Regions from separate parts of the Mus musculus genome. Here region 1 is linked to region 2. The links are chromatin contacts, called in public Hi-C maps. All regions are on one chromosome and are shown on one strand. Each heading gives the region's core, a stretch centred on a gene start, on an enhancer-like site or on the middle of the called end of the contact. The rest is flanking DNA. Distances are from core to core; before and after follow the strand shown.

Region 1 (5,108 bases), core at 2,186-4,685, 100 kb after region 2:
ACTATACTGGAACTTACAGTGTCTGCCCAGATTTTCACATTGCACAAGATGCTGAGCAGCTGTTGAGTTTAAATGCTCACAACATAACAGCTGGCACAATCTTAGCCCTGTGGGTCTTACCTTGAGAATACATCTTGCAACGGGCGGCCAATTCCTAGCAGTTTTCAGATAGCAATCAACCATCCCATTTTCATAGCCTCACTGTGGACCAAGCCCAACCACCCTATCATCCTGGGGTCTTTGAATCTAAGGACCCTGGAAGAGTACAGCTAATACATGCACATTAAAATAAATTTAATAACAATTTCTTTTTGCTATGAGAACAGTATAAGGGCACTGCAGACAGAATGGCAAAGCTCCTGTCTGAGTGCTGAGAGGACTGTCTGGTGAGACCCTTGCCCTGGATCTTGGTTACCTCGATGCCACAGGCTGCTCTTCTGTTCCTATGGACCTTGGCTGCTGTTAGCTTTGCTGCTGAGAACTCCATGCTGATAAGCACTGAAGTAGCCATCTTTCTGATACTTGCAGGTAGGAATCTAGAGTGTGTGTCATCTTCTCCTCTCTCCCCAACTCATGTAGTGTCCATGTCTTTGGGCTCACATGGGAACTGTTTCCTGTTTCCCACACTATAAACCCACGCTGTGAGCTACCACTGTTCTAGGCTCACGGTTCTCTGTCTGAATATGCTTACACTTGGCCAAGGTGTAGCAAGAGGAATTCGGCAGCTGTCTAGGAGTGTATCCTGTGGATGAGGTGCCGCAGGGAGGGAACAGTGCCTCTGCAGAGCAGCAGACTGCACGAGTGGTCATGCATGGCAGAAAGTGAGCAGGAGCATGGCCATATTGTCACTGAGCCTCTCCTCTTGAGAGGTGAGGCCTTCACGTTTGAAGCACTGGCATTATTCAGAAAATGCCCAGGAAAATCATGCTTACTACACACAGCCTGCTGAGAGTTCCTGAAAATGTTTAAAAAGCATAGGCTCAGACTCAAGGCTCACAGTCATCTGTCTGTCTTCCTACACATTCAGGCCAGTTCATCTGTCCACTTTCCACCTTATACCAAGCACTGAAGTTTCCTAGGGACTAAGCAAGTGTCATTATTCTGGGTTGTACTTTGTTGGTAGTGGATGAATGAGTGACACTTGGCTAAATAGAAGAAATGGGTCACTAGTATTAAAAAACAAAACAAAACAACAACATCATCATCATCAACAACAACGAAACCAAACCAACTAATAGCTGAGCCCTGGTCAACCAGCATAAACCTGTGTTCTAGATGAAGAAAGTGACATGCAAAGAGGCCAATGGCCTGGAGTCACACAGATGGATTGGGAAATTTTGTTTCATGGAATGAGGCTCAGAAAAATTGTTACCACAGAGACCAAGTCAAACAACATCTGCATTACCCTCAGAGTACAGTTTTTAAGATGTATGCTATTTCTATTACACAACTGTGGTTGTGTTTGGGAATTCCTGAAGTCTTGGGAGAGGCCGTGAATTTTAGTTTCATTTCTGTTGCTGCTATAAAATACCCTGACAAGTCCAAGTGTTGGGATAAATGGTTTATTTTAGCTCATAATTCTAGGTTATAGTACACTGTAGCATGGAAGTCAAGGCAGGACCTTGACACAGCTGGTCAAATCACATCCACAATAAAGAGAAGAGAAAAACGAATGGATGCATACTTGTGCTGAACACTCTATATTGCACAGTCCAGATTGCCTTGCCTAGGGAATGGTGGTGCTCACAGTGGGGCTTCTCATGCTAACCCCAGGCACACTCACAGGCCGGCCTGATATACATCTGAGATGCTCTTCCCAGGTGAGTCAACATTGTGTGAGGCGGACAATTGCACACGATGGCGTCATGCTTCTGCATACAGACGGCAACAGGTGCTTCCTCTGTGTGAGGATGGTAGCCTGTGTCATCCCAACATATTCCAGTCTTTGCTAAGAGTAGACAGTAGTAGTTATGAACACTGTCAGAACACAACTGCCATGTTTGCAAAAAAAAATATGGAAGACATTCTTGTTATTCTATTGGCTATAACGGAAGTACAGCTCAACAACTTCCCATCCCTGAATCAGAACAAAATCGAAAGTGATTAACCTACAGGACATCACCGGCTTGAATCCCTGACCCCAGACCTAAGGGAAGTTTGTTATTCAGACTTCCAGAAGAGGTATCATGTGAAAGAGAAGCTTCACACCTCTAGATGCAAACAGTGAGTCCCTTTAATGCTGCTTAGGGCTGAGCGACTAACAGTGACCTACCACCTAAGAGCTCTGTAAAAGACCAATAAATATGACTACAATAAAACACTTTTCCAGGAGGCATCAGGTCAAAGGGGAGAACAACTGACAAACCCATGGAGCAGTTTGCTACTTAAATCACCCACAAAATGCCAACTTTCCTGAAGCTGCTGAGAATTTGAGACGAAAAGGCTCACGAGTAAATTCAGAAGGTTGGCAAAGAGCGCAGAGTTCATATAAGCACAGAGTATCAGTGTGTACGGTGTCCATCAAGGCTGCAAAGACAATCAGAGCTGCAGAAGGGTGGCTCTGCAATGGGCAGACTGCACAGTCCCATGCTGTGAGAGAGATCATGGTGACACATTGGCTCCGTTTCACCCAGTGACCTCACTCAGTCACAGAAATGAAAGCAGGGTTTTTCCTGTGTTTTCCTGTGGTTATGTGGGATTGGTGGCAGAATCTAGAATCTGGTTAGAGCAGTGGCCAGATGGGAAATAGCTTTGCTTTCCTTTCTGGCTTTCTTTTCTCCTGTGGTGCACACTTGGCCTCTGGATATAGCATGGCTGCTCATCTTGAAACCAGAGAGTCTGTGATTACTTACAAAGACCCTCACAAGAATAAGCCTACTGTGCTCCTCTACAGAATGGGCTGTGTGTGTCATCAGACCCTCACGTGAGATTCCAGTTCCACCAGATCTTCAGAGGTCGTAACGTATACCCAAGGTTGAAGGTTGGCTGGGCTTGAATATCCAGTTTTCCTGTCTTCACCTATGGTGCCCGAGTCACCCATACTCCCGTAAGCAAGCTCTGTAAACTCACGTCACACACTTTCTGAGCCCCGGCAACAGGCAACAGATCCCTCGGACTTTGCTGGCCTTCCAGATGGACTTTGATGACATATACTCATTCTGATAGCCACGGAAAAACTCTAGTACAGCTAGCAGGATAGTGACCTGGTTTCCTGTTGCCACCTGAGGCCCCTCCTGTATGTGGCCTGACATATTTGCAGGTTAGGGGACTCGGATATCAGCATCTGGGGAGGGCCTTTATTTGTCTGTCACACAGTTCTCATACTGTCACCTCCCTCTTTATACTTCAAAAGCCATTTCTGAGGCCAGTCCCCGTGGAGGCTCTTCCTCACCCAGCCCAGTGCTTTACTCATCCTGCCTGGACATAGAGGTGACACGTCTCGTGGTGACTCATCATGTCACAAGTGCACAGATCTGGCTGAAGAATTTCCTTCACAATAATGAAGTATGTTCATCAAGTGTGATGATCACACACACTATGCATCTGACCCCAGCAAAGCTAGGGAGGTTGAACTCTCCACAGGGTCGGGGGGAGGCCAAGTCAGGCCTCTTCATTACTCCCAGTCCTGGCATTCTCTCTTACCTGTCTTCTGATGTGGGTAGCTGAGACACTTCATCACAGGCTGAACCTGTATAAGATTCTGACACTACAGTCATACCTTATACTCTAGTGTGGGGATAGACTCCATGGATCTTCTCTGGGATCTGCGATTACCTCACACCCATTTCCAAAGGAATAGGTTGAACCTTTCAGTACCATTTCCATTTGTATGCAACATTTATATCCCATCTGGAGGGAGGGAGGTGCCAGAGTTTACTTCCCGTGTTGGATGAGAGCTTTGGCTTCTCTCAAGTGGTCAGCTGTGTGTGGAAGCACAGTCCATACTGAGCCTGCTGACTTTGCTATTATAGTCTAGGACACTGTCTCTGCACCTGTAGGAGGTAGAGTGAATGGTAGAAGAGTATGGGAATAGCAATCGATTGATCCACACTGATGAAGAAGCTGAGTGGCCTGGAGTCCTTGGAGACACAAGGTACCCATGTGGCTTCCCAAGCAATAGTTCTTGTTGAAGGAGAGATCACAGGCTGAATGGAGAAAGCCTTCACCTTGTCTCCCCATAGGCCCTAACTGTGATTCCAGACTCTCTGTCTCAAGCCTGCATGGCTGTTTCAGAAATCAGGTAAACTAACCCTAAGTGTGCAAAATCCTGAAATTTAGCCGAAAGAAAAACTCCAGCCACTGTATGGAATAGTACAGGGTTGCTACCCTGATATTTGGAGAAGATTTCTATGTAAACAGGCTAGCTCATTATGAGCTTTGGGTTTTCAGGTATGCACATATATTGTTGTGTTGCAACATCCTCTGGATTGAAACATTCCATCCTTGAAGGAAGAAGCTGTGAGGGTAGAGAAGAGGATGGGGTAGAAGAAGGGGTAACTAACATTAAGAATGTTTTAGAAAATAGGGGAACCTACTATTTATAAGCACACGTGCGTACACACACACACACACACACACACACACACACACACACACTACCCTGGCCAGAGGATAATACTCCTCTCAGAAGCCATAGGTTGCAAAATAAAAAGCCCACTGCCAGGTGTGGGATACCTCCCCTCAAACTGTTGGTAAGAGGTATTCTGGAGACCCCATCAAACAAAGCAAGTGATTGCAATGGCTACTGGATATCCACTAGAACTCAATGGTATGGGCCTATTGCTTAAGATATGCCATACTGTGGTCACAGGACATGAATAAATTAAGCCGTTTTTGATAGGGAAGCCCCTTCCCCTCTGACTAGCTTTCATAGCACCAGAAAGTATTTCGGGTGCTGGAAGAAAGAAGTTACAGCAGTCATGCTCAGCCTTGAAGCCTGCAAGTTACAATAATGACCACCAGGCAAGATATGCACCAGGGTACAATAGGGACGCAGCTATTGTGGGAATAACCAGCTGTTTTATTTTTAATTGGATTTAAGGCCTGCCTTAAACACATGCCTGGTACTGTAAACTTGACCATGAACCATGGTTGGGGAGCCCGTAGGC
Region 2 (5,226 bases), core at 2,172-4,671:
AGTTAAAAAATGTGTGTGTGTGTGTGGGTGTGCATGTGTGTGAGTGTGCATGTGTGTGAGTGAACATGTGTGTAAGAAAATGTATGTGCGTGTGTGAATGTATGTGTGAGTGTGCATGTGTGTGTGTGCGCGCATCTGAATGTAAGTATGTGTGAAAATGTATGTGTGTGTGTGTATGTGTGAAACAGAACACTTCTATACCACTGATTTCATGAAGGTCACCATGTTGTGCCAACACCCCTTTTACCACACCAGGTGAGGGAAGCAGGCGGGGTCCCAAATCAGAGACAAACATGAAATGCACACATAGGGAATCACTGGTGTGAGAAACCAGGGCACATTGAAAATGTCAGTCACATTTATTGCACAGTGAGTGACAGTATTTGCAATTTTCTCTCTTCTGATTGTATTTCCTACATTTCTTCATAATGAGTAGCTGTTATTTAACACTCACAAATAAAGTGAAGTGAGCTCACCATGGCAGCACATAATGCCGATGAGTGGGAATGCAGTTTAAAGGGAACGGTGGCAAGAGTCAGGAGAGAAGCTGGTAGAGAGAGAGAGGCCTTTGGTCCTGTGAAGGCTCCACAGATGCCCCAGTGTAGGGGAATCGAGGGCAGGGAGGTGGGAGTGGGTGGGTGGGTGGAGGAACACCCTCATAGAAGCAGGGGGAGGGAGGATGGGATAGGGGGTTTGTGGGAGGGGAGAAACTGGGAAAGGGGATAACATTTGAAATGTAAATAAAGAAAATATCCAATAAATAATAATAATAATAACAATGATAATAATAATAATAATTTAAAAAGAAGCTGGTTGAGAGCTGGGTGTCACAAATCAGGCTAAGTTTTTTTCTGCCACAGAAAAAGTACCTTGAATCCCCCCTTTCCTTTCCTTTTCTTTTATTCACACACACACACACACACACACACACACACACACACACACACACATAATAGAAAAGAGATTTTCTTTGAGTTTTTTTTTTTTGTTGTTAATGTGGATCTATCTAAAGAGAGTTATTAAACTAAAAGCATTCCACATTTTCAGATTCAGAGATGTGCATGGTGAGATTCTTGCTCCACCCACTGCTCTCTGTGTCTCCACCCACTGCTCTCTGTGTCTCCACCCACTGCTCTCTGTGTCTCCACCCACTGCTCTCTGTGTCTCCACCCACTGCTCTCTGTGTCTCCACCCACTGCTCTCTGTGTCTCCACCCTCTGCCGATGTTCACACACTGGCATCTTCCATGGCTACCTTTTACAAACACCCTGAGACTCACTCATCCTCCTCCATCCCCTTGATCCCATGATGCCAAGCATGGAAAGCACGTGCTACTGTCTGCAGCACTGTCTTCTCAATGTGGTTCATTCTGGGGGACGTATCCCACTTGGAGATTCTCTGGGTGTCTCCTGGAATCCCAGCTCTTGCTTGCCTCACAGTAAATTACTTCAAAGGTGTGAATGATGGAGACATATGTGTGGTATCTCCTTTGTTCCTCTTTTCTCTGGTCCTAGAGTCTGAGGGCCACATAACTAGATCCCTGTGCTGGGTGGAAGTTTCAGGCTCTTGAACAACTGCTCTGCCCCAGGTCTTACCCCACCCTCCCCAGAAGCTACCAGAGCCTTCTCTCACCGCACCACCCAGCCCTACCTTTGTGCTTGGCCTCAATCCCCCTACCTCTGTACCCTGTCTCCCTACACCTCCCATCCCACTTCCCCACCACACTTATGCTGTCTTCCTACTCTACCACTTCTCCTTAGACTGTTTTCTTTGCTCCCCCTGCCCCCCCACGACCCTGTCTCTACTGCGGCTCTGTCCAGTGTTGCCTCCCCAGGTCTTTCCTGAATCCATCCACCAAAGACCAGCATCCCAGTTTATCTTCTTAAGGGATTCATTGGAGTCTGGCTCTCTTCAGTCTGGGACACACTGATCTTGGTTTCCTCTACATCTGACATCCAGCCCATATTTGCCAAAGACCCACCAACCTCACAGTGCAGCCAAAGTCACAAGTAGAATTCCATGAGAATCCCTGAGCTTAGCATCTGCATGGGAATGCTGGGCTCTCAGTGTGGGACACAGACAGAGAAAAGCCACATGCCCAGAAAGGTGATGGTTTTTCTATAATTTTTTTTTTTGAGAATTGTTCTGCATTTCTCGGATAATGAAGGCAAAAGGCAAACACCTAAACATTTTAAAGCTCATTCACAACATGTTTGAGACAGGGTAGAAACACTGCCAGCCCCCATGTGAGATTACTGGATGAGCCAAGGTCTAGCTGAGAGAGCCTAGAGAGGCCGGCAGTGGCTGGAAACATCCTGCTGGTGGGCACTGCCTTTGGCCTCTTTGAGTCCTCATGGAGTTGTGTGGATATTCAGGAGGGCACAGAACATACAGACAGGATAACAGGGAGAGCTATGTAATAGGATCCGGTTCAGAGGTCAGTGTGAGAAGGAAGGTCACCCCGTCGAGCACATAGAAGGAAAGCTTTCAGTGAGCCGGGCTTTTTCCACATGGATTTATCAGGCCTGGTCACAGGCAGCTTCTGGGAGTAGGACACAGGCTAGGGGGGAAAACAAAGAGGATCCGTCTGCTGGCCGCTGAGAGATGGTCAGAAGTCACTGATGCCAGCTGACCTCTATGATGGCTTCTTCCAATGGGCCACACAGGTTTTTTTTTTTCCTTTCTTTTTTGACAGCTACTGATGATCTGAATCTGTATTTGAAAACCCAGAGCTATAGAAAACCCAGGAAAAAGTCTCCATGGTATGGCTGGCACCAGTGTCCCTTGCCTTGCCTCTGGTCTCTGGTCAGATTTTAGCTGGGTTAGAAGAAGGCAGCAATGTACATGTACTGACCTGGGAGAGGTACCAGCCCACCCAGTGACACTCTTAGGAACAGAGCCAAGCCGTGTCTTTCATGCACATGCAAAGATACAGAACACACCTGTCAGGTACCACTATTTCTAAGTTTGCTCTTCTCACTTGTGAACTTGAGTGAGATTTAGGCATAGCAGATCTCTCTGAGATGCTGGCCACTGGCCTGTTAGCCAGCTCATGTACTGTGGGTCAGAGAAAGGTGCCGAAGCACTTGGTCAAGTGGCAGGCAAGGAGGGTCCTATCATCATGGAGTTTCCTGGGTCTCCCACCCTTCCCCGTTGGAAGGACAGATGTCCACAGCTGTGGTGATCCTGTTTATTCTTTCCCTTGGGGGATCTTGGAATATCTGGTGATGTTTTTTGAGGGTAGAGCTGTGGTGCTATGGCACACCCCAGATGGGGTCTGGTGCTGCTGAAACCTCTGGATATTTAGATAAATTCACTCCCCAAAATGGACTTCATTCTGAATGTCAATAGTGACCAGGCTGATGACCTCAGAGGGGCTAACCATTCTGTCTCTCGATATGACTCTTACGCTCTGACGTCACGTGTGGGGACATATGTGTCCAGGCAAATCACACTGCCTCCTGGCTCTCAGCTTTGGCAATATTGGTCAGCACGGGTCTTGCCACGTTTGAGAAGACTAAACTAGAGTGCTTTCATTTAGAGTCTTCTTTTCATTAAGCTCTTACTAGTTTGTAGTGTATCCAGGACATTAAGCACTACATGTGCACACTTACATGTGCCCACAGGGGAAACGGCAGGTCCACCTGGGAAGACCATCTATAGCAGTAGCTCTCAACCTTCCTAATGCTGTAACCTTTTCACACAGTTCCTCATGCTGCGGTGACTCCCAACCATAAAATTATTTCACTGCTATTTCATAACTATAATTTTGCTGTTGTTATGAATCATAATGGAAGTATTTCTGGACTGAGATAAGGGTCGTGACCCACAGGCTGGAAACTGGTGACTTATCGAGTGTCTACAGCAGAGCACTGGAAGCCTGGATGCCAATAGTGAAGAACACGGGATCAAGAAGCAACAGAAATCTGCATGTGGGTCTGGGGAGATGCATCAGGGAGTAAGTCACGTGCCGTACAAGTGTTAGGACCTGGATCAGATTCCCAAGAGCCCATTTATAAAAATATCCAGGAGTGGGGAATAGTGCTTAAATCCTAGAACCTGGGAGGTGGGGGTCTCATCAAATCAGTGAGCTCCAGATTTGATTAGAGATCCTGTCTCTTAAAAATAAGGTGAGTTGACCTCTGTTACACACACATACATACACACTCACACACACACAGTGTATATCTCAACACATCTAAAATGATTTGTCTGTCCTACAACAGTTACATATATTGTCATAGCATGCTGAAGAACATTAAATCTCCTATCAGGTGAACTCCTGAGAAAAATTTGTTGGCAGTTGGCCTTTCTAGGAAATTCGAAGATACACTCCAGTTCTACTTCATTCCTGCCCAAGAAAGTGTCCTATGCCCCAGTTCACAATGCAGGACTCACTGAGTGTGTTTAAGTAAAAAACCAACATTTGAAAATATAACAACCAAAACTTTGTTGCTTCATGGCTCTTTAGCAAATCATCATGGTAATTATGGGGACGGCTAGGATAGACCTCAGAGAGCCCAGAGAAACCAAACTCCATGCCTTCTTGCCTGGCAACATGTTTGTTATGGGGCAAAGATGGGAATATTGACACTGGTGTCTTTGCAGAGCAGGAACCCCAGGGCATGGGCAGCTAAGGAATTAACAGGCTCTTGCAAAACCCAGTGAAGGGCTTGCTACACTCTAGCAGGAAGATAGGAGAGGTGACTTTTCTTCAATGACAAGAAAAAAAAAATAGGTTGGCAGCTTTCACTGACTCAGGCTGGGCCATGATGCCTGTGTAGAGGGGCAGAGATAATATCTACTTGGTGCCAGTAATGCAGTGTCAGGGGATATCCTTGACTGGCTCTGGCTGCAGTCAGAACATCCAAGAGAGATTCTTCTTATTGCAGAGGTTAAACACACATTACTTAAGCTATCATATTTTCCTAGTAAGCCTTTTTGAAAGCAAATTCAAATATATGTATCTTTAATTGCAGTCAACTGTTCTGCAGTGAAAACCTATAATTACTAATTTTCACATTCAATCCACACTGAGTATCATTCAACCTACTAGGGACCATAGATATCACATCCCCAGACACAGAGGAAGGGTCTGGAAACACTTAAATCTTACAGGTTTATAAAACCAGCCCAGCATAAACACTGCAGACATCACATGAGAATTATGCCATTAATCTGTTGGTTTCAGGAATCATTTTTCTAGGTCCCATGTCTCTGCAAGGC

Evidence for each region. Hi-C and Micro-C count contacts between places; a contact is called where the count stands out from the background.
Region 1: a contact with region 2 is called in a Hi-C map of muscle stem cells, with 1.8 times the contacts expected there. The contact joins two enhancer-like sites. A contact is called at or near these places in 1 of 15 datasets of contacts at CTCF or cohesin (the NIH/3T3 cell line), 19 of 484 Hi-C or Micro-C datasets (the C2C12 cell line, LSK cells, astrocytes and 10 more), 1 of 115 datasets of contacts at active chromatin or transcription factors (embryonic stem cells) and 1 of 9 other capture datasets (embryonic stem cells).

The regions. Positions count from the first base shown.
Region 1 is chr8:14,714,883-14,719,990 of GRCm38.p6, reverse strand. All of the region lies in intron 5 of Dlgap2 (DLG associated protein 2), which reads right to left. Among named protein-coding and RNA genes, the nearest start is that of C030037F17Rik, 49 kb to the left of the region's middle. Within about 2 kb of position 3,435, at least 19 of the 459 cell types and tissues checked have an H3K27ac peak or open chromatin away from gene starts, as enhancers often do. A contact at or near this core is called in the C2C12 cell line and muscle stem cells, where this site is marked.
Region 2 is chr8:14,816,911-14,822,136 of GRCm38.p6, reverse strand. All of the region lies in intron 9 of Dlgap2 (DLG associated protein 2), which reads right to left. Among named protein-coding and RNA genes, the nearest start is that of C030037F17Rik, 53 kb to the right of the region's middle. Within about 2 kb of position 3,421, at least 22 of the 459 cell types and tissues checked have an H3K27ac peak or open chromatin away from gene starts, as enhancers often do. A contact at or near this core is called in the C2C12 cell line and muscle stem cells, where this site is marked.